Linked DNA regions of Mus musculus: all the other regions are linked to region 4. Evidence: chromatin contacts called from public HiChIP or PLAC-seq and promoter capture Hi-C data. All regions are on one chromosome and are shown on one strand. The core of a region is the stretch at or near the end of the contact, and the rest is flanking DNA. Distances in the headings are between cores, read along the strand shown. Region 1 holds the start of Lin54 (lin-54 homolog (C. elegans)). Region 2 holds the start of Sec31a (Sec31 homolog A (S. cerevisiae)). Region 3 holds the start of Cops4 (COP9 signalosome subunit 4). Region 4 holds the start of Gpat3 (glycerol-3-phosphate acyltransferase 3). Region 5 holds the start of Plac8 (placenta-specific 8).

Region 1 (4,371 bases), core at 381-2,880, 350 kb before region 4:
GCTTTAACGTCACTCACCAACGCTGGCATTCTACTCCACTCATAGGACTATGTTGACAGTATGGCTATTTCTATATGCATGCCTGACTTCTCGGACATCCTTAAATTACAGGCGCTGATCATGCAGACATTGGTCTCCTCTCCCCTTCATTTTTAAGAATAAAGTTCTGAACTGTTTTCCTCTCAACTTTGACCATTTTTGCCCATGAACAACATTATGTCAATTTGTCGTTGGTTTAAGATACTCAGGTACTACTAAATTTAAATTACTGATTCAACTCTATTATCATTCATAACCATCAACTTCTAACATATAGAAAATCCAGCTCTTCGCTAGAACCCTTTGCCAACTGACTTTAGGATCTAAGTTTCCAAATTAAAAACCATCTGCTGCTGATAACACTTGTTCAATGCAGAGGGGGGAAAAAAACAGCTTGCTTTAGAACAAGATTCCGGAACAACCTATCCATCTCCCACCCCCTTCCAGTTCCTCTCATGGTGTAGTCTAATAAGCACCCAAGAGGGAATAGAAGTAATTAATCATGTAAGGAATTAAGAACATATAAGCTGCAAGGCTTAATAGGACCAGCATCCTCCAAAAGTTAGCTGTTTGACTTCAGAAAGCCTTACTAATTGCCAGTTCAAAAGCTTTATTCTTTATCATTCAGTCATACTATAAGCTCTTAAAGACCTAACAGAAACCAGCAAGCTGAATCTCAGGGTTGTGGACAAGGCTAATCTACTGTCTTAAGTTTCCCTAAGAATAAGGAAGAAGCAGAAGCCATTTCATTTCCCTACCTTGTTTGAATGACACCTCCATATAAAAGTCAGCAGGCTCAGGCTTAGTCAAGGGCTGTCTCCCACCCACTCCCGGCGCGTTTCTACCGAGAGCCCGCTAGAGGCTGAGCGTGGAAGGGGTTCCCAGTTTCTCCATCTTTCAACTTTATTCCCCACCAACAGCCGGGTCCACCGGCACTCGGATGGTTGTTTACCGTTGCTTGACCAGGCTGAGTCCCAGCCCGCTCCCTTCCCCCGTGCACCGCGGGGACACTATGACATTTGGCTGGTGGGCTTCGCGAGGGAAACGGACACACACCCAGAAGAGTCCATACAAAGGGGCGTAGGAAGAACGCGGCGCCGGGCAGCAGCGAAAGGAGGCGCTGGTACGAAATGACACAGCAGCAAAACAGGTTCCCAGAAGCCCGGGGCCGGCAGCCGCTTCCCGGGCCGCGCCGAGAGCCTGTCAACAGCCGCCCAGCCCTTCCTCCCGAGCGCGGGGCGGGCGGCGCCGGCCCGCCGACTGACAGCCGCGCTCTCCGGCGCCCGCCGCTCGCGCCGCGCCCCGACAACCCTCGGTCCGCCGCGGCCCACCGGCCCACCGCCCGGCTGCCCGGAGCCGCCGCCGCGCTCTCCGCCCGCGCGCCGCTCGCCCCGAGCGCGGGCCCGGCGCCGGTCCCCGCCGCTCAGCCCGGGTCTCCGGAGCTGACACTCACCCGAGCCGGCGGCGCCGCCTCCTTCTCGCGCCGCGCTCCCCGGGCTCCCAGCAGCCGCGGCGGCGGCGCCTCCGAAACACAGACCCGGGTTTGTTCAAAATCACGCCCAGCGCCATTCCACCGCCGCATCCCATAATACGCCGGGCCGCCCCGCCCCGCCCGCGCGCCGCCCCGCCCCCGCCGGCGGCCCGAGCCCCGCCCCTTCCGCGCCCCTGCTCCGCCCCCTGGCAACCCGAGTCGCGTCTTTGCGCAGGGCTGGGGGAGCGCTCTGGGGTTCCACGTGACTGCTCCTGGGGCCTCCGTCAAAGGGAAGGCGGGGAACTCCAAGTGGGTTCGTGCTTCTGGCTTTGTGACTAAACCTCGGTCAGTGCGGTTTCCAGCGCGCCCCCGCTTGGTGATGCGCCTGAGTGAAGAGAGAGTCCGCATCCTTTCTCAAATGTTAATAAATCTGTTGGGGTTTAGACGTGAACGTTGCAAGGGGCTCCTAAAAGCTCCTGAGAGAGCACGCAGAGTTACCTTGAAAGGGAGTTTTTGATAATTTGTCTTGCAACACACCTTATACTGATACATATGGATTCTTTGCATTCAGTCATCTCATTTCCTGGGATATTTATAAATCCAAGAAATAAAAAATATATATTAAATTTTAAAAAGGCCTTACAACGTGAAACTACCTGGGGAACCACACGAAGGAGGCGGGAGATAAGTTAAAGGTATCGCTTTCCAACCAAGTATTCCTGGGGGTACTGTGGGGGCATCACTAGAAGAAAAAAGGCAGAGAGACTGAGGCCCCAAATTTAGATAACCCCCACCTCCACACCTCACCTTGGTAGAAAAATTCTGAGTTCCTTCCACCAAGCTGACACAGTTCTGATACCACTACTACAAAACAGGACCTAAGGAATAAGGGCAACATTTCCGGGTTTACTGTGGATTTTTTACAACGACTAAAATGACTAGTACAATCTTATCAGTGTCAGCAATCTGGTCAAAACAACTCACACCATGACATAGCGTTTAATGTATGTGGAGAATGACAGTTTTACATTAGTGAATATAAGAACTGTGGTATCCAGTGATGCATTATATAACACTCAACAACTGTGCTGAATATTATAATTCTTAGAAGGAACTGGACAGATGTCTCCGTGCTTAGGACCATGGTTAGGACCCGGTACCGTTCCTATAAAGGACCTAAGTTCAGCTCCCAGCACCCACACCAGGTGACTTACAAGGCCTGTAACTCCAGTTTCAGGGAATCCAACATCCTCTTCACGACTCTGAGGGCACAAACAAATACACAGATATGCATGAAAATAAAATCTTAAAAATAAATACAATTCATATAAAATCAAGAATAAAATAAAGCTTTTAGCTGGGCAGGGTGGCCCACCTCCATATTCTAGCTTTTTAAAGGCTGAAGCAAGAAGAAGATTGGGAGTTTGAGCCCAGCACTCAGCCTGCATCTTTCAGTAAGACACATACACACACACACACTGTTTCCTTCTTTTCCTTGAATCAAGATTCCAGGACGACCAGGGCTACACAAAGAAACTTGTCTCAGAAAAAATAATAAAATAAAATAAAAAAACAAACAAACAAAAAAGCAGCAACAGAAGCCAGGCAGTGGTGGTGCACGCCTTTAATCCCAGCACTTGGGAGGCAGAGGCAGGCAGATTTCTGAGTTCGAGGTTAACCTGGTCTACAAAGTGAGTTCCAAGACAGCCAGGGCTATACAGGGAAACCCTGTCAAAAACAAAAAACAAAAAAACCAACTCATGTCAATAGCTGTGCACACAAAGGATTGATCCCTTGTCCAATCAAACTGCTCGTCTTATATAAATAAATAATTCTGGAGCTGTCATTACTGCCTTGGGAACTCAAAAAGTTGCCCCCAAAGCTATCTGCTGTTTAATTGTAGTTCAATATTGACATTCACTAGACTGCTTTCAACCGTAGGTCACAGTTCAGCAAAAGCAGTTCACATGGTTGGTGACTCTCTGCGCGCTGTGTAAAGTACATAGGACAAAGTATTCTTTTCTTATTTTTCAATGCTAGCTTTCCTAGACTAATTCTGAAGAGAAATGACATCTTCAAAGGCACATCTGGGCGCAGCAGTGTGCATTTCAGTCACTGCATGCTGCCTGGGAGGGAAAGACAGGAGGATCAAGAGTTTGGGGTCAACCTGACTCAAAAAACAAAGTAAAGCAAACATAGAAAACAGAGACATCTGCTAGTTCTTGTTCTTCATGAAACTATCCTGAAGGGTTTGCCTTCGTTCTTGAGGATTTATGGCTGGTACCCAGCAACACATAAAACACACACAAATCACACATGTTGGCCACAGAGCCAAGGTCTTCCTCCCATGAACCTCTTTTCAGTAGCAAGTTAAGCATGCCCTCAGATGACATGTCTTCCTGAGTCACTGGTCAGACTTGCCCGTGTGCTTCTTCTTGAACCATTCCCTAATAAAAGAGCATCCCCAAGAGCAGGCGTTGGCACATGAAAGCTTATAAACCAAATCCAACGCATGACTTTCCTCTCATGCTTATGTAAACTAAGAATTGTGGAGGGTTTTTTTTGGGGGGTGGGGTTGTTTTAAATTTTCGTGAATGTGGCCACATGTTTTTATCTGGTGAACCATCTCACCAGCTTCAAAATTACATTAAATGTTATTTTTATTACTTTTAATTACATGCATGTGTGCAGCTATGTGTGGGTATATGCACAAGCTTAGGTGCCCAAGAAGGTCAAAGGTATTAGACCTCCCTGGTCCTGGAGGTACAGACAGGTGTAAGCCTGGCATGGAACCCGCAAAGCTGGGAGTGGAACTTGGGTCCACAGTGGGAGCAGTACTCACTTGTAATTTCAGCGGCATC
Region 2 (4,439 bases), core at 1,214-3,713, 430 kb before region 4:
AGTAAATAAATACAATTAACTAACTATTCTGAAACCACAATTTAAAGGGATGGGAGAAAAGGCTTATCCATTAAGGATGCTTCTTGTTCTCAATTCACAATTTAAACCGTCTATCCCAACAAGTCTTCAAGAATACATCTACGTGCTAGGTGAGGTGGCACACAGAGGAGTGTAACCCTAGTGCTGGAGACTAGAGGTAGGAGAGCAGCAGTTTTGGGCCAGCCTGGGCTAAACAGATAAGGTCTAAAAAAACAAGCAAACAAACAAAGCAAGAGTTAGGGATGCAGCTCACAGTGCATACCTAGAATATCCAAGGTCCTGGGCCTTTCTCCCATCAATAAAAAACAAAACAAAACCACCCAAAACCTAACATCTGAGGAACATTATGTTCCAGACAAGAACTTCTATTTTTTAACTCACTTTCTCTCCATGATAATTACATTGAACTAAGTAGAAACTTTCTTCTTTCTAGTGACTTTTTTTTAGTATTTTTAAATCATATGCATATGTGTTTGTGTATATGTAGGTGACTTGTAGGTGACTGAGAGCCACCTGATGTTGGTGATCCCCAGGAAGAGCAGCGTGTGCTCCCGATGAGCCACCTCTGCGGTTCTAAACTCATTTTCACATTGCAAGTTTTATGTAGCAACATGAAAGCCAACAGTACTATTCTGTCAAAAACAGCAACCTTGCAAACAGCTGCCCCACACCTCAGAGGTGACAGACTCAGCACCTTTGATTCTTATACGGAGAGTGCAAACCCGAGCCTGGGACCATTTTTAGTAAAGGTCCACGTGGGCAGAATAACTCACAAAGGACAGGAATATTTGTTCTCCAAAAGCTCCTTAGCACTATCAGCTGTTCCAGGCTCACTTCACTCAACCAAACTTAAAAAAAAAAAAAAAAAAAAAAAAATCAACCGCGGTTGCAGAACTGCATGTTATCTTATAAATCTACAAGATAAAATGTTAGGAGAAGAAGTTAATCTACAATAAAAGAAAATACTTCCAGTGTGATGGTAGATGCCTGAAATCCCACAGCTCCGGAGGTTAGAGAAGGAGGGTCAGAATTCAAGGTCATCCTTAGCTAATCAATAAGTCTGAGACTACTCCGGGCCACAAGAGACCCTATCTCAAAGAATGAAGGAAACGGGGAAGAAGAGAGGGAGAAACAAAAAGAAATTAATTTTGCTGTATCACTTGACAAGTCTTTAATGCGGGATTTTTGAACCTCATGAAATTACACAGAAAATCCTACCCAGGTATGTGCATACAGTGTGCGCATGCTTTTCTAGGAAAAGCCCGATGCTTCCAAAGGGGGATGAAAATGCCAAAAGACTGATAGCCATTGCCTTTAACAGTTCACAAATATCTTTCTACTCTTACATGTTTCAGGGGGGGAAAAAAACCTGTTTACAAAATTTACCAGTGAAATCCAAATCTCATCGCAAATCTCACATTTCCAGACTCCACAATGTGTAACATTCACAATTAAGATAGAAATTATCCAAAAGTTCTTATTCCCTGCAAACCTTTCTTGGTTTGCTGTAACGAAGAGAAACAAGGACAGAATTACTTAAAAGGGCAGTACATTTTATCCAACTCCTGAATAATCAGGATATAGAGGATACGGTCACATGAGCGAGCTTCTAATTTTATTTATACATATAAATATATATATATATATAAGAGTTACAATTGTAGACAAAGAGCCAAGTTTCAACTTTGTATAGTTTAACAATTTGGAGGAACTATCAAAAAAACTCTTGCAACTTCCAGGAAGACCTGCAGAATTAGTTCTACGAGCTCACAGAAAAAGTTTACATGCCCACAAGTCCAGGCAGTTATTTTACAACTGCCTCACAATGTAATTTAATACAACAGCAGCAAAATCATATGCTTTTGAAGCACCGGCTGTGATTAGCGACTGCTGTCGCTAAATAATACAGTCCTAGTTAAACGACAGTAGCCTTCCTTTCAAATCTATGGTCCTTTAAATCTGGCAACAGTTCAAACACAACTTAACACAAAAATCTCAACCTAGGTGAAGTCAAAGAAATCATCCCGAGGTCTGTTTCCCTTCCATGCCCTTGGGGATCGCACCACTTTGTGCACAGGGACTGAAAGGTTAACCTCAAACTCACTCCCGAGCAGGGCAGCCTGGAAACGTCGGCAGAGGATGACCGGCACGATCACCCGCCTGCTGCGACTCCAGGCGTTGTCCCGGCGGGGCCGAAACGAGACGGGGGCGCGCCGTCAGCGGAGAACGGGCCTCGGGCCTCGGCAGCGGACACCGAACCTGGCGAGGGGCAGGAAACAAACGGCGGACACACCTGGCGGACCTCAGCGACCTGTCCTGCGTTAGCCGGCGAGCGTCGGCCTCTCCCCGGATCCGCCGCCGCCGCCCCTCCTCCGCGGCCCAGGGCCACCTCCACGCTCCGCTCCAACGTGGCAGCCGCAGCCCCGCCTGCGGGCCGGCACTTCCGGGTGCGGCAACTCGCCACGCCCACCCGGCCAGCCGGCACTTCCGGGAGCAGCGGCTCGCTCCTCCCACCCCGCGGGACAGCACTTCCGGGAGCAGCCACTCCGGTAGGCTAGTCTGGCCGGAGGTAAGGATTCAGCCGCGCGGCGTGAGGAGGCGCCTAAACTTCAGGATGCATCCGCTTGGCGGTAGATCAAGGGGAAGTCGAGCTGGGCGTCTCCGTCGGGGAAGGAGAGCGGTGACCGCGAGGACGCCACGTAGCACTCCTGTGAGGCGTCAGCAGCTGCTGGCGACAATACCCACACTAGACAAGGCGGGCGAAAACTGGCTGCAAGGACCGGTTCAGTTTGTGACTCGGCTAAGTTAATTATTGGTTTTGCGTCTTCCCTTTGAGAACTTACGTGATTTTGTCGCACACACCCAAAGGCTTATACTCTATAGAGGCTTAGCTGCGTGAGTGAGGTATATCGAATTAAGTTCATATTCTTAATATTTCAGTAGCTATCCATGGTATTCAAACCTATTAGCACTCGCCCTGGGCTACCGGAACAAAATAAGCGTGTGTGTGTGTGTTGCTCTCAGATTGGAGCATTGAGATTTTCGTTTAGGGATATAGATAGATAGATAGGTAGGTAGGTAGGTAGGTAGGTAGGTAGGTAGGTAGGTAGGTAGATAGATAGATAGATAGATAGATAGATAGATAGATAGAGATAAAGATATAAACCAGTAACTGGAAATGTAGAAGCTGGTCTGTAGAGCAAAAGAATGAAATGGGTGCTGAATTGGGCCCATGCATATGATGCCACCACACTCAAGAAGTAGAGGCAGAAAGATCAGGAGTTCGAGGCTAGTCTAAATCCAGGTCACCTTAGGCTGCAAGAGAGCCTTTCTTGAAAAGCAAAAGAAAATACACCACCACCAAAGGCTGGAGAGACGGCTTAACAGTTGAGAGCACTTGCTGCTCTTACAGAGGGCTTGGGTTTATTTCACAGAACCCATACGGCAGTGCACAAGTATTTGTGACTCCAGTTTTAAAGGACCCTACACCATCTTCTGACCTCCAGCAATATCTGCATGCAATAAAGCACATACATAAATACAGGCACTCAACACATAAAAAGTGAATAAACCATAAACAACAAAAGAAATTAGGTGCTGAAATTCTCTATCCCAACTTAAGCTAGGTCTAGTACATTTCTGTACATTTTAACAAGATGGGGTTGGTTTGGGACCCTTTGGTCCCAGACACTTAAACTATCTCCCTTAGAGCTCCCAACCTTAACGTATGTGCTGCCTGGTTGTACTTTTAATTTAAGGTGGGATTATTTCATCAGTGAACTCAAGCCAGATGAAAATCACTTGTCATAAACTATTAGCACCTGGACTGAACTGAGATCTCCTAACTTATTACCCTTGTTGACCACACCCAAGTCTCCTGTAACACCTTGCTTATAGACTCCTTACATGAATGTAATTTTTGTTTGTTTGTTTGTTTTTGGTTTTCGAGACAAGGTTTCTCTGTGTAGCCCTGGCTGTCCTGGAACTCACTCTGTAGACCAGGCTGGCCTCGAACTCAGAAATCCGCCTGCCTCTGCCTCCCAAGTGCTGGGATTAAAGGCGTGCGCCACCACGCCCGGCTGAAAGTAATGCTAGTGATGCTTCTTTATTGAACACAAGGTATCAGCAAGCTGGACTTTGAGGCAGAAGCAGGAAGATTGTGAGGCCAGCCTGAACTGCATGGTGACTCCTTGTCTTTCCATGCTGAGGGTATACTTTATAGTGGGAGTTTTTGCATAGCATACACAAAGCTGTTTGATCCCTAGCAACAAGCTGGTAGTCAGAAGTACTGGAAAGTGGACATGTCTTTTATTCACCCCCTCTGTGTTCTACATATGTATTTCACTTTAAAAAGCAAGTTTACAGAGTTGAGAAAATGGTGGCCCGGCCCACCCCACCCC
Region 3 (4,245 bases), core at 1,687-4,186, 330 kb before region 4:
GCACCATGCCTGCCTGGACGCTGCCATGCTCCTGCCTTGATGATAATGGACTGAATCTCTGAACCTGTAATCCAGCCTCAACTAAATGTTGGCCTTATAAGACTTGGCTTGGTCATGGTGTCTGTTCACAGCAGTAAAACCCTAAGACAGTCTTACACTCCCCTTGCCCCAACCACCTAAGTTCTGGAACCACAGGCATGAGCTTCTGTGTCACACCCACTGTTCCTTGTTCCAGTCCTGTTTTTCTGCCTATATAACTTCGTCCCTCCCTCTGGAACATTTACTTTATTTTGAGAAGTGTCTGATTCTAAAAGAAAAAGTATATCCAACTGAAGATCTTTAAGTTGTTGTGATTTTATTTTTGGCAACACTGAATGGGAAGCTGAACTTTCTTCCTCAGGGAAGGCAGCTAATCTACCTTCCCTGAAGGCACACAGATATTTAGGTGGTCAGATGGATGGGTTTTGGTAGAAACTGCTGGTTCCCATCATCCCTCATTCCCTGCATCCATCTCTCTCCCCTGCCTCTTATTCATCTCTCTCACTCTTGGACTAGAAATTTAGTCCAGGACCTCTACACAATAGGCAAATGAGGTGCAATGTGTATCCCAGCCTTAAAAAAAGGTTTACTTATTTGATTTATATGAGTAGACTGTATCTGTCTTCAGACACACCAGAAGAAGGCACCAGATCCCATTACAGATGGTTGTGAGCCACCATGTGGTTGCTGGGAATTGAACTTAGGACCTCTGGAAGAGCAGTCAGTGCTCTTAACCGCTGAGTCATCTATCCAGCACCTCTTACCCCCAGCCTTTTTTATACTTTCTATTCTCACACAGGTCCCACTAAGCTGTTTAGGCAGGCCTTGAGAGGCCTATGCCATTAAGCTCTGTGCACACAAAGGCTGCCCAATTGGAAAGTGGGCTTCCGGGCTCACCACTGTTAGGCATTCTTGCCAAAAGGACGTGATTTGAACAGTGTGGATAACCTCTACTTTACTTTGTTTGCCTTGCTCATGTCCAAAGAGAGAACATGCCATTTGTAACATGCCAAGATGGCTAAATGCTTCAAGTTAGTATTTGTTGTAGGTAAGTCTGCAAGAAATTGCAATCCTAAATATATCTGACTGGAAGACAAAATACTAGAATTCTCCTGTTCAGGATGATTTGGGAATATCTGCCAAAAAATGTGTATGCATCCTGACTCACTTTGGGGAATGTATTTTACTTGCACACATCTTAAATCATGCACATATAAGTTCATTCACTGCACCATTGGCTGCTCTATAAAAAACGTTCTTCATATGTCCTGTATGTTGTAACATACCTTTGCTACTTTAAAAATAATGACAGAAATAATAATGTCTTATATGACTAGGTCACCAGAAAAAAAGAGAAAACTCTAAAGGAGAACAATAAGGCATGTTACTTTCTGTGAAAGGAAGCGAATACAAAAACCTTGCATTTATCAGATTGTATTTTTGGAAAGAAGTTTTGTAAGAAAACATGAATAAGAAATGTAACCACATGTAAATGCAGGATGATCACATACCTTGTCACTCGTGAAACAGGTTCTCAATTGAAGGGCAGTATTACTAATCACTTCAGAACAATAGATGAAAATCAGCATTGTCTGAACAAAGTGGTATGTATAACCAACACTTTAAAAAGATACAGGGTGTATCAAGGAATGCACATATATAGTCCAAAGGTATATGTGTATGTGTGTGTGTGTGCACATTAATCTGTATTACATCTTAGAGCTTTGTGGGACAGGGTCTCTAGTAATCCCAGCTGGCTTCCAAGTCGATAGGATCAGGGGTATAGACTTGAACTCCTGATTCCCTAGCCTCCACTTCTGGAGTGCTAGTATTACGGTGACCACCATGAAACCTAGCTATTTATTTGTTTATAAGGGGAATGTGCCAAAAGCAGTCCACTATGATCATAAACTGTGCAGTTGAGTTTCCTCCCAAGTGGAAAAAACGCAGACATCGGCACACTTAGATGCCAGTGACTCATCGTGGGAGGAGCATATTCTTGATCGTGGTATACTCTTTCCCAGGTAAATGATCTGAAGAACCAGCCTGTCTCCATTTCAGACTTAAAAGCCATCTTATATAGTAAAGACAGATTAGGTTCCTTTCTGTTTACCATTAAACCTCTGTTCCAGACAAACTAGGTTCTTTCTTGTTTATGACTAAACCTTTGTTTGTCAGACATTGGGCTATTCTCCACCTGTAACCTTAACTACAAAATGTTCTGCACTGCCTGTTCCAGGAATAGAAGTCATGTCTTTGCTTCAAGAAGTGGTTTATAACCACCTTGGAGCCTTATCTGCTGCATAGGTTCCATGACCACCTATGACTACCTTGTTATGGCTACCTGTTGTGTTACCTTGTTTTGCTCGCCGCCTAGTTTGCCCGCCAAATCTCCGATATGGAACCCCTTACCCCTGAGCTATAAACACCTTGTCTTCCTTGAATCCAGGGCTGACCTACTGAACTCCACCTTAGGGGAAGGCAGCTTGTGTACACGAATAAAAAAGCTTGCTTTCATGGATTGCTTGTTGTAATTTGTTGTAAAATGATGATTTGGGTCTGTTGTATTTTTCCTCTTATCTTTGGAATTGACATTCCGTGTGTGTGTGTTGGTTGGTTTTTGTTTCTTTTTTCTTCAGTGTTGGACTATAGTGAATTGGAAGTAACTCTTTACATAGGTCGTTTAAGTGATGCCTTAAAGAACGGAGCGGAGAACGATAATAATCAGTCCCGGAACTTAGGGAAAACGTCGTCCTTTGACTTGCCGGGCCTTTACTGAAGTTGCACAAAGTACACGCCCTCAAGTTCTTCAGCCAATCCCAGGTCGGAGCGTGAGCGCCTGCGTCTCTCGGGAGACCTGGGCGGTCCTCAAACCGGAGGAGAGGAGTCTGGTGTCACTCAACTCGGAGGGCGGAGCTAATTCCTGCTCCCCTATCCGGCGCTCTGGCCCACAGAGACGCTGCTCTATGGCACCTCGCGTCCCCTCTGCCCGCCTCCTGGAGGACCACGCTCGTTTTCTTCTTGGCAGCGAGAGGTCCCGCAGCCGTGGCTGAGCTGGAGGAAAGATGGCGGCTGCCGTGCGACAGGATTTGGCCCAGCTCATGAATTCAAGCGGCTCTCATAAAGATCTGGCGGGCAAGTGAGTATTTCTTAGGAGTACAGAGGTAGGAAGGAAGCCGCAAGTTTATCTTCCCAGAGGCGACGGGCGCTCCGGGGCGTGAGGCTCGAGCTAGGCCTGACTCAGGGGGGCGGGCCTGAACTCGGCTGTGGCGGTAAATGTTGGGAGCAACAGAAAGCTGTAGGGACGGTATGCTGGGGTCCTGACCGTCCCAGGACCCCAGGTGGCTGCCAGCTTCTTAAGTCCTTGATAACGCCCTCTGCGGGTTCTTTTGGCTTCTGGAAGCGAGGTAAGAAAGATGACGGCTCGCCCGGCGGTGGGCGCCTTCCTTAGAGTCTCTTCGGCGAGCCCGACACACCGAGTTTGACTTCGGTTCGCTGCCGCCCCTGCCTTCGCCGTGTTGGAGGTAAATTTATATTCTGGACTTTGATGCAGACTTTTATTTCGAAGAGATGGCTTTCCAGGATTGATAGGGGCAGAGGAGGTATGGATGCTGTCATGTGGTCCAGAACTTCTCTCAGTTCATAGCGTGTGTGGGTCCTTATGTTCTGGATACTCGCAGTCTGTCACCAACTCTGGAGAAGAGAACACAGGCAGAATGTCCTCGGGCTCAGGATGTCTAGAACAGTGATATTTCCAGGGTCTGCTAAGGAATTTTGTCGAAACCTTAGGGTGCTTAGAGCCACGACAGGTCAAAAATTGGGACATGTTTCAGTCCCCTCAAGCAGTTGTTGAACAGCTGTAGTCTTCTTTGTGTAGATTTTTCACAGTTTTGCCTTCTAATGAAAGTATGCCTTCAATTGGCCCTAACATTTACACCTCACAGCTGAGGGCATGTTGATCTAATTAATGAAATATTCTTGCTCAAACCTGCACATTGAAATGGTGTGTGTGTTGTGTGGCCGCTGTGCTGGGCTTTTCTGTGTAGAAAGTACAGTCTACCTTATTAGTGGGAAATTTAGTTGTATAACCTGGGCTTAACTACATCATTCTTTATTTTTCCGCTTTAAAAAAATGGAAGGGTAATCGTGAGGCTTAGTCTTATCTGATTTCAAAATGAGCATGTGTCTATGTACTAATTACACTTC
Region 4 (3,922 bases), core at 873-3,372:
GAGTCACAGAAACCACAGAACTCTTGGAACATCAGCAGCTGGAAGAGGAAGGATTCTCCCTAGAGCTCTTGCGGGCAGCCTGACTATGTATTACAGCATCTTAGTTTCAGACTTCTGGCTTCCATAAAGGTGGAAGCTCCAAGTGTGATCTGTTAAGGCAGGGGAGTCCTCACTGCAGGAAGGGGTTTCTGAGGAGGTAAAGTGCTGAACCTCTGCTTTTCTAAGGTTGCCAAGGTGAGCCTGTGTCTTTTAGGAGGCTTTGTGACATTGCTGGGGTGTGTGGGGGTGGGTAAGACATTCCTAAACAAAGCCCCAAACCAAAGCGTTCACACCTTTGATTATGAACAACAAGCCTTCCTGGGCACTGGGGTGTTTGTGTGCTGAGCAGAAACAGGGGGCCTCCTGTTTGTTTCCTCTGCAGGGTGAACAAGGGAGCAGCCCTTAGTCACTTCAGCTGGAGGGAATAATAGAGGTTAAATATTTTATTGGAACATTAACTGAGCTAATAAACCCTAGCTTGTGGCCTAACTATATAAACCACACATGCGCTCAGAGATATGTTGGCCAGCTTCCAGTTTCCTTCTGCACATACATAGAGGTTTATTTGATTTTTAGATGGTGTCTAAGAAAGCCCATGCTGGACTTGAACTCCTGATCCTCTTGTTTCTATTTCTTAAGCGCTGGGGTTACAGGTTTTCCACATAATGCCTGGTAGATGCTTTTCAAAAAATAATTTTTGTTACGTTTTATTTATTTTGTGTGTGTGGGGAGGCATGCCACCGAGCACAGGTGGGCAGGAGATAAATTGGTTCTCCCCTTATACGGGGGGGGGGGGGGGGGGTAGTGGTGGTGTCCAAAGATTGACGGGTCATCCTAGCTGACTGGCATCAGGCAACTTTGTTGATGAGCCACCTCAATGACCCCAGAAGCTGTTTTGAGAGTAAGCTCCGTTTCCTTCATAACTTCATTGTCCTCCCCTTCCCCCTTCTTAGTGGGAAAAGTGTCTTACACCTACCTGGCAGGAGGCTCAGAGAACAAACTTGTACAGTCTTTAAGGCCGGCTTCCTTCTTCCTCCACCCCTTCTGGAGGTGAGGGCAGCTTTCTCTGCAATATTTGCTGTAAATACTTTCAGTTCATTTTGCTAGCTCTCTCACTTTTTCCAGCTCCCAAACTGACTCCCGACTGTCAACAGTAAGAGTTTGGTCCTTCTAAGAATTGAGGGCCGACTCGGTGATGGTTTGGATCCTAGTCAGTCGCTTTGCAAACTGCTGCTCTCAATATCTTTTCTCACGCTTATTGTTAAAACTGGTTGTCCTGCAGTGGAATACGCGTGCAGGATTTTCCCTTCTTCGTTCTAGTAAGGCCGTTCATCACAGCGGCGTGGGACGTGGACCCCTGAGAAACTCTTAGCCAGTTAGGTGAAGGTTAGTATTTGCGCAGCGTTTTCTGCAGTCGGTGTAGGCGGATGCTAGGGAAGCTTAGACTGGAATCTCCTCCAGGGAGGGGAGTGACAAACAGCCTCTAGGGTGTCCTGTCCTCCCCTCCCCCTCGCCCGCTCACCGGTCCGCCTGCCCTTTTAAAGCAAGGTCTATAAAGGATCTACCTATTTAGTCTTAAGCTGACTGTTGGAACTCAAAACAGCCCAGACCCATCTCCTCGGAATTCTCCAGTCGCAGATTCCCGAGCGTAAGTGCTGGAATTCCAGTCTTCTGCGACACAACCGCTTGGAATTTCTGGGTCTATTTTGTGGCTAGAGAGGTGGTGGCAGAGTGGCTAAGGCGACTTGTGGAGAGAGAGAAAGCGGGCGAGCTTTCTTTCCCTGACTGCAGCTAGGAAGGAGGTAAGAGAGAGCCACGAGCCACGGTGCGCGACTGCCTCACCCTTGTTCAGTAGTTTCCTCCTCCCGAAAGCCCTTCCCAGGAGGTCGTGTTGCAGGCTCACAAACAAGATCTTCCGCAGCGATCGGGGACGTCAGCGGTCCGTTCTGTGGGTGAAGATGGAAAGTCTGCTACCGAAAGAACCTTTGCTGGGAGTGCGGGGGGGCGGGGCGGAGGGCGGCGGCTCTCTAGGCAGCAGCGCCCGGGAGACGCGGTCATGCCCCGGAGCTCCCTGTTGGGTGGCGATGGGGGTGGGGCAAGGGTAGAGTGTAGAAAAAGGGAGCCCGGCGCCCGAAAGCCACTGGCTACCCGCATAGCCCGCAGCCCACGCCGAGGTGCAGGGAACCTGCGGGGATCCTCGCTGCCGGAGGGCCTCGGTGAGTCACCGCGGGGTTGTCGCAATCGTTACCCGGAGGAAATCAGGCCCGGGGTGGGGCGCGTTCCTGGCTGCCTCCATGCACTCTGACTGCACTAGGGTGTCCCGTAGGTCACCCAGCTGGGTCTTCTCGCCAGAGACACTCAGGTCTGAGCCGGCTGCCGTGGCTACAGCTTGGCCTGGGCCTCCAGTAGAGAGTGAGCTTGCGGGGCCAACCGGGACCCAAGGGGAGGAAGCAAGGAGATCGCAGTAGTTCTGAGAGTTCTCGCCTTCCCTTTCCTCTTCGCTCCGCAGAGCTGAAGGGAACGAGGCGGGCGGCAAAGACTCCTCAGAGCCCGGCTCCGGGCTGGACGCTGTGTTTTCCGAACTGCGGCTGGACTGCCTGGGACTCTGACACCTACCGCTCTCGGCTTTCCTGGGGACCTCTTCCTGAGGGCGTGCTGAGACATGGAGGGCGCAGACCTGGCGGTGAAGCTCCTGTCCACCTGGCTGACGCTGGTGGGCGGCCTCATCCTTTTACCCTCGGCCTTCGGATTATCCCTGGGTATCTCGGAGATCTACATGAAGATCCTGGTGAAAACCTTGGAGGTGAGTGCAGGAAAGGATGTGGAGCTCCCGCTGCTCTGAGGACTTCGGATCTTGGAGTGGCAGGGGTTGAGCTTTGAACTGTGAAAGCAATTTGGGCAAGGGGGTCAGTCAGTGGTGGGAGGTCGGGGTGGAGATGGAACGGGGACCCGAGAGAATATTTCAGTTTCTGGTCTGCTGTAGTGAGAAAGACAGCCTGATACCAGTCAAGAACAGTAGCCCACCTCACAAGAATCCCTCTATCTGTATTTCTTCTTCACTACTATTTTTTTTTTTTTTTTTTTTTTTTTCTTACTAGATTAACCCCAGGACAGCCGTTTGCTGTATCAGCAGGTTTATTACCCACTATGCCTCTCGGGCTGTCACTTCACTCTTGAGTTTTTACAGCCCCAGGTTTCAGAGGTCCTTTTGTGACTACAGAGGCATCCTGTTCCACTTGGTGCCCAATATAAGACACCAAATGGCTGGGTGGCAGAGAAGAATCTGATTTTTTTTTTTTTTTTTTTTTTTTTTTTTTTTTTTTTTGGTTTTTCTGGACAGGGTTTCTCTGTGTAGCCCTGGTTGTCCTGGAACTCACTCTGTAGACCAGGCTGGTCTCGAACTCAGAAATCTGCCTGCCTCTCTGCCTCCCGAGCCTCCCGAGTGCCCGGCTGAAGAATCAGATTTTATTTTAATGTAGTCACGGGGATTTTTATCTAATCAGGTGCACTGGAATACTATCCCAAAGGTTTCTGGTCCTGGGTTTGTTTGCAGATTTCAAGGACAAAGGTGTTAGATCCAACTGAGTGGAGGGACAGGAGGGACGACATCAGCATAAGCTTATACACTCTTTTTTAGTAAAATTTAGAAGGCCACTCCAGGCCGGGAGGCAAGTGATGTGAGAATCGGAGTTCAGACGTTTGCTTGAGTTAAGTGTGACAACAGTGAATGCAGAGGCTCTGTAGGCTGTACAGCTTTGCATTGGTTTGGTACCCAAATCTCATCCCTGTTTCTCTGTATCTGATCTAGCAAGGTCATCTGATCCCTGTACCTTATAGTATTCGCCCTCAAAAGAGGGGAAACAATGCCTATTTGCATATAGAT
Region 5 (4,159 bases), core at 835-3,334, 270 kb before region 4:
GAGTGCGTTCCAGGACAGCCAGGGTTACACAGAGAAACCCTGTCTCGAAAAAAAAAAAAAAAAAAAAAAAAAAAGTCACCAGGAAGTAAAGGGATTTAAAAAAAAAAGAGGAACCCCAAACTGCCCGGCATCTGCCTAAGGTTGTGCTGTGTTTCTAGGAGTGTTCTGTGACTTTATGTTTGGGCCGGTTCCGCAGTCCTCAGATTTTATCTTATGTGAAGACTGGTACTGAATTTGGGGTCTGAGATTAAGGCTTAAACTGAAGGCGGGGATCTGCTCAGGTAAGCATCACGTGGCTTCAGCCGCATCCTGTAAGGTGGTCTGACAAGTTGCAGAACTCCGTGGGATCCTTTCCTGCAGGACAAGTCCCTCCTCTGACCAGAGGCTTTTCCTTCTCCTGAGACTCCTGAGACAGTCCCATTTCTTTAGGGTCTGTTGCTATAATAGTTGAAGAGTAAGACTATGAGATGTCAGTATCTCTTTAGACTAACTTCATTTTTGCCCAGGCCCGTCTCAAAAGCATTTTGGAAAGCTTGCCGGCAAAGCAGATTCCTGGTCACTATTCTGGAAAGCTGTAATTAGCCTAGGGTCTGGGAGATTGTAATCGTCAGTTTTCTGCGCTGCAGCCCCTGTGTGCTGCACAAAGGAATGTGGCTGCTTTGGTGACTAGTGCTCCTTTCCCCAGGCTGACAGATTCCACCCCCCCCCCCCCCAACCCCTGCCTGAGCCTCCCACGTCTGCAGAGCACGTGCAAACTCAGCTCATGGTTCTTATCTGCTGGTGATGCAGGACGGACCCCTTGATGGTGGAGACGCCCACCCAGTGACTTGCAGACCTTGCAACCTCTGGCTCTTTGCTTTGTCTGTTACAAATAACTCCAAGTCCATTAGAAAACATGAATTGACCCAGCTGTGTGCATAAAAAGTCTTGCGATAGAGTTGTTTTGGGCCAAGGAGAAATCTGTAGTTTCCTGACGGTGGGGGCAGAGCTCTGCCGCATGCATCCTTAAACGCGCAATAGGAAAGTAATAGAAACTGGTGAGGACCACTCAAGAAAAAAGAAAAAAGAAAAAAAAAATAGAGGCGAGGAGGAGACAGAAACAGGACTCTAAGTCGACGGGCTTAGAAAGGCAACATGATAAATACCTTCCTTCTGAGATTCCTTGGCAAGGACTGGCCCCTACCAGGAAATCTTGTAGGATTTGGCTCACAGTTGAATATCTTAATTTTATCTATTAGTCTTAGACTCATTCTTGTGCCTATATTTCTGCCTCAGAACACACCACTCTCTAGAAGGAGACTACACCAGCTTAATAAAATTATGTTACATGGCACTAGTTATATTAATAAATCTTGTTAATATCGATAAAGCCAGGTTCTAAGCAACATATGCCTGAAGTCCTTCTATTATACACTGATATGAAGATTCAGTGTTCTTCAGTCTCGTGAGCTGCCCAACGTGAGATGTGAGTGTTTCTCTAGGAGCGTTAGTGAGTACTGATCAAACCCCCAGAGCAGTTGGAGTTTTGCTTTCATAGTGAGAACTCCTAAGGATTCCCAAACTTTACAAACTAATAAATCTACAGAAATCCCACTGACTAAACCTATAAAAATCTCCAGGTAGTTTAAACAAATATATATATATATATATATATATATATATATATATTATGTATAAAGAAACTAGATCACTTAGAGAGAGAGAGAGAGAGAGAGAGAGAGAGAGAGAGAGAGAGAGAGAAGATCTAGTTAGGAAATCCAGCACACAACATGCCCTCCCCGAAAGCAAGCAGTGGGCATGAGAACGGTGCCCCAGAGCCCAGAGGATCCCAACTGAGATGCTCAAAGCATGACGTTTAGCAAGCCTGACCCCTAATTGCTGAGTTCCACTAAAAATTACTAAAGTTAAAGCAATTAGTGAAGAAAACAATGATCTTTCAGCGTAATCTCAAACGACGTTAGGAATAAGATAAAACTTTGAAAGGAAAGACCCCTAGATTTAAAGACTTCCTAACAAATACTTACAGTTCAAAAGGGTTGGGCAGAACCGGTCCTGTGGTCTGGGGTTGAGTCTTACTACAAATAGAGAGACTCCGAGGAAAGGAGGAGGTATCAACCCCGTGGAGGGTGGGGTAGGGGTGGGCTGGAGTACAAAGAGCAATGTCCTGTGCTCTGATTGGCTGTGGTAATCCAGGCACCAAAAGCCATCTCTTACCAAATAGGGTTTTCCTCCTTACAATTCCAAGGGCTAACCTCTAAGGTCTCGGTGGAAAGGAGAGGGTGTGGTTCCCCTGATTAGCTACCTGCCTGACAAAGCTCTCCGAGTCTCACACCTTATTTTCCTCTTTTAACCTAAGAAACCAGAAGGCACTTGGGGACCTGGAGTTCCAGGCCCGCTCAGACTGTCCTTGAGTGTGTCTCTCTAGAGTTCTGGCTATCCCAGAGCTCAGTTTGTAGGATGGTCTCAAACTCTCAGAGACCCATCTGCCTCTGCCTCCTGTGGCTGGGATTAAAGACATGCACCACCATGCCGGGCTTCTGATCAGATCTTTCTCCTCCGTCTTTTCTTCCTCCCCCCCCCCCTTTCTTTTCCTCCCTGAGGCATTAGGGACTGAACCCAGGGCCAGTGCATTTTAGGTGAGAGCTCTATTATTGACCTACCTCTGTCCCCCAATATTGCTATATTGCTTTGGTTTCTGTAACAGACTGAACACTTTATGTTAGTTATGTTATGTTATGCTTTATGTTAGGCGTGATTTTTATTATTTTATTTTTTATCTGTCGTAGTTGTCATCACCATCACCTTCTCCCACCCCATCTCTCTGTGGTGTGTGTCTGAACATACATGTCAGCATCTGAGGATCACAGCAGGCATGTGGAGGTCAGGGGACAGGAGGACAGCTTTGGGAAGTCTCTTCTCTCCTCCTGTTGAAGCTGCCTTGTCTCTTGTTCCCACTGTGCTGCACAGCTGTGAGCTTCCAAGCAATTCTCCTGCCTCCACCCCCCACCCAGTCTCTCGTAGGAGTTCTGGGATTACAGTTATGAGCCTCTGTATCAGTATGTATGTATGTATGTATGTATGTATGTATGTATGTATGTATGCATTTTGTAGATTCCAGGGGTCAAACTGAGATTGTCAGTATTTTTTTCTCCCACTCTTTAAAAAAAAAATTAAATTTAGTTTTATGTGTGTAGGTGTGTTTTGCTTGTGTGCGTGCCTGTGCACCGTGTATGTACATGTGTGCCTGATGCCCACAGAGGCCAGAAGAAGGTGTTGGATCCCCCAACTGAACCTCTGTAACACTGAAGTTACAGATGGCTATTAACCACCATGTGGGTGCTGGGAACCACATCCGCTCTCTGGCAGAGCAGCCAGCATTCTTAACTGCTGGACCATCTCTCCAGCTCAAGGATCCGGTTTTAGCTGCAAGTGCCTTTGACTCCTGGGCCCGTAGGCATGGTTCTTAATGCTTTTTAAAATATTTGCCTTATGATCCTGAAGGGTGGTATTATTGCCTCTACTTGATTGAGGCACAGACTTACTTGGTGGCAGCTAGACACTGGATGAAATGGAACTCCCTGCCACACACTGGTGCACATCCTTGCCACACAGTTTAGCACTGCCATGTCCTAGTAACCTTGGAGTGAGTGACAGGTAGGTTGGGAATGTTCTACCTCTCTCTCTTCCTTTCTTTTTAAGATTTATTTATTTTATGTATATGAGTACACTGTAGCTGTCTTCAGACACACCAGAAGAGGGCATCAGATCCTATTACAGATGGTTGTGAACCACCATGTGGTTGCTGGGAATTGAACTTAGGACCTTTGGAAGAGCAGTCAGTGCTCTTAACCACTGAGCCATCTCTCCAGCCCAGGGAATGTTCCATTTCTAAGCAGTTTTATTAAGCAGTAAAATTTATAGAAGGCCTTTTATTTTTAAAAGAAAAAAAAATACTAGCTTTCTATACAAGACTCCCCAGAACTACCAAAGTGAACTTTGAAGGAGCCCTGTTTTCCCAACAGGGGAGACTCTCGTCAACCTGAAGAACAGCATTAGGAACATCCTTCCTGCAGTGTAGCTGTGAAGTGCTGTGCACCCCCACACTGGTGCTGCTGTGCTGTTGAAGGCTTGGTCTCTAATGCAAGGGTCAGAAGCTGGG

The links. Promoter capture Hi-C pulls out the DNA fragments that hold promoters and counts their contacts. HiChIP or PLAC-seq counts read pairs in DNA pulled down with a chosen protein or histone mark. Capture Hi-C pulls out chosen DNA fragments and counts their contacts.
Region 1: a promoter capture Hi-C map of pre-B cells shows a contact between it and region 4. The contact joins the promoter of Lin54 here to the promoter of Gpat3 in region 4. A contact is called at or near these places in 4 of 39 promoter capture datasets (the C10 cell line, neutrophils and pre-B cells), 1 of 484 Hi-C or Micro-C datasets (uterus), 2 of 115 datasets of contacts at active chromatin or transcription factors (memory CD8 T cells and pancreatic cancer cells) and 3 of 9 other capture datasets (adipose tissue, liver and macrophages).
Region 2: an H3K4me3 HiChIP or PLAC-seq map of the 230-238 cell line shows a contact between it and region 4, with 19 read pairs. The contact joins the promoter of Sec31a here to the promoter of Gpat3 in region 4. A contact is called at or near these places in 4 of 39 promoter capture datasets (the C10 cell line, neutrophils and pre-B cells), 3 of 115 datasets of contacts at active chromatin or transcription factors (the 230-238 cell line, bone marrow-derived macrophages and memory CD8 T cells) and 3 of 9 other capture datasets (adipose tissue, liver and macrophages).
Region 3: a contact with region 4 is called in a promoter capture Hi-C map of pre-B cells. The contact joins the promoter of Cops4 here to the promoter of Gpat3 in region 4. A contact is called at or near these places in 6 of 39 promoter capture datasets (the C10 cell line, hematopoietic stem and progenitor cells, hippocampal neurons and 2 more), 4 of 115 datasets of contacts at active chromatin or transcription factors (large pre-B cells, memory CD8 T cells, pancreatic cancer cells and 1 more) and 2 of 9 other capture datasets (adipose tissue and liver).
Region 5: a promoter capture Hi-C map of liver shows a contact between it and region 4. The contact joins the promoter of Plac8 here to the promoter of Gpat3 in region 4. A contact is called at or near these places in 3 of 39 promoter capture datasets (the C10 cell line and pre-B cells), 4 of 115 datasets of contacts at active chromatin or transcription factors (the 230-238 cell line, large pre-B cells and pancreatic cancer cells) and 2 of 9 other capture datasets (liver and pancreatic islet).

Annotation. Positions count from the first base shown.
Region 1 is chr5:100,499,009-100,503,379 of GRCm38.p6, forward strand. Lin54 (lin-54 homolog (C. elegans)) reads right to left here and starts at 1,631. Exons shown (of 13, transcript NM_172714.4): 1 at 1,493-1,631.
Region 2 is chr5:100,413,771-100,418,209 of GRCm38.p6, forward strand. Sec31a (Sec31 homolog A (S. cerevisiae)) reads right to left here and starts at 2,464. Exons shown (of 28, transcript NM_026969.1): 1 at 2,333-2,464.
Region 3 is chr5:100,515,373-100,519,617 of GRCm38.p6, forward strand. It overlaps Cops4 (COP9 signalosome subunit 4), which reads left to right and starts at 2,937. Exons shown (of 10, transcript NM_012001.2): 1 at 2,937-3,178. The coding sequence starts at 3,105.
Region 4 is chr5:100,844,107-100,848,028 of GRCm38.p6, forward strand. Gpat3 (glycerol-3-phosphate acyltransferase 3) reads left to right here and starts at 2,123. Exons shown (of 13, transcript NM_172715.3): 1 at 2,123-2,255; 2 at 2,549-2,842. The coding sequence starts at 2,702. It overlaps Gm46917 (a long non-coding RNA gene), which reads left to right and starts at 3,453. Exons shown (of 2, transcript XR_001784903.1): 1 at 3,453-3,922. It also overlaps a transcript of Abraxas1 not described here.
Region 5 is chr5:100,570,121-100,574,279 of GRCm38.p6, forward strand. Plac8 (placenta-specific 8) reads right to left here and starts at 2,085. Exons shown (of 5, transcript NM_139198.3): 1 at 2,025-2,085.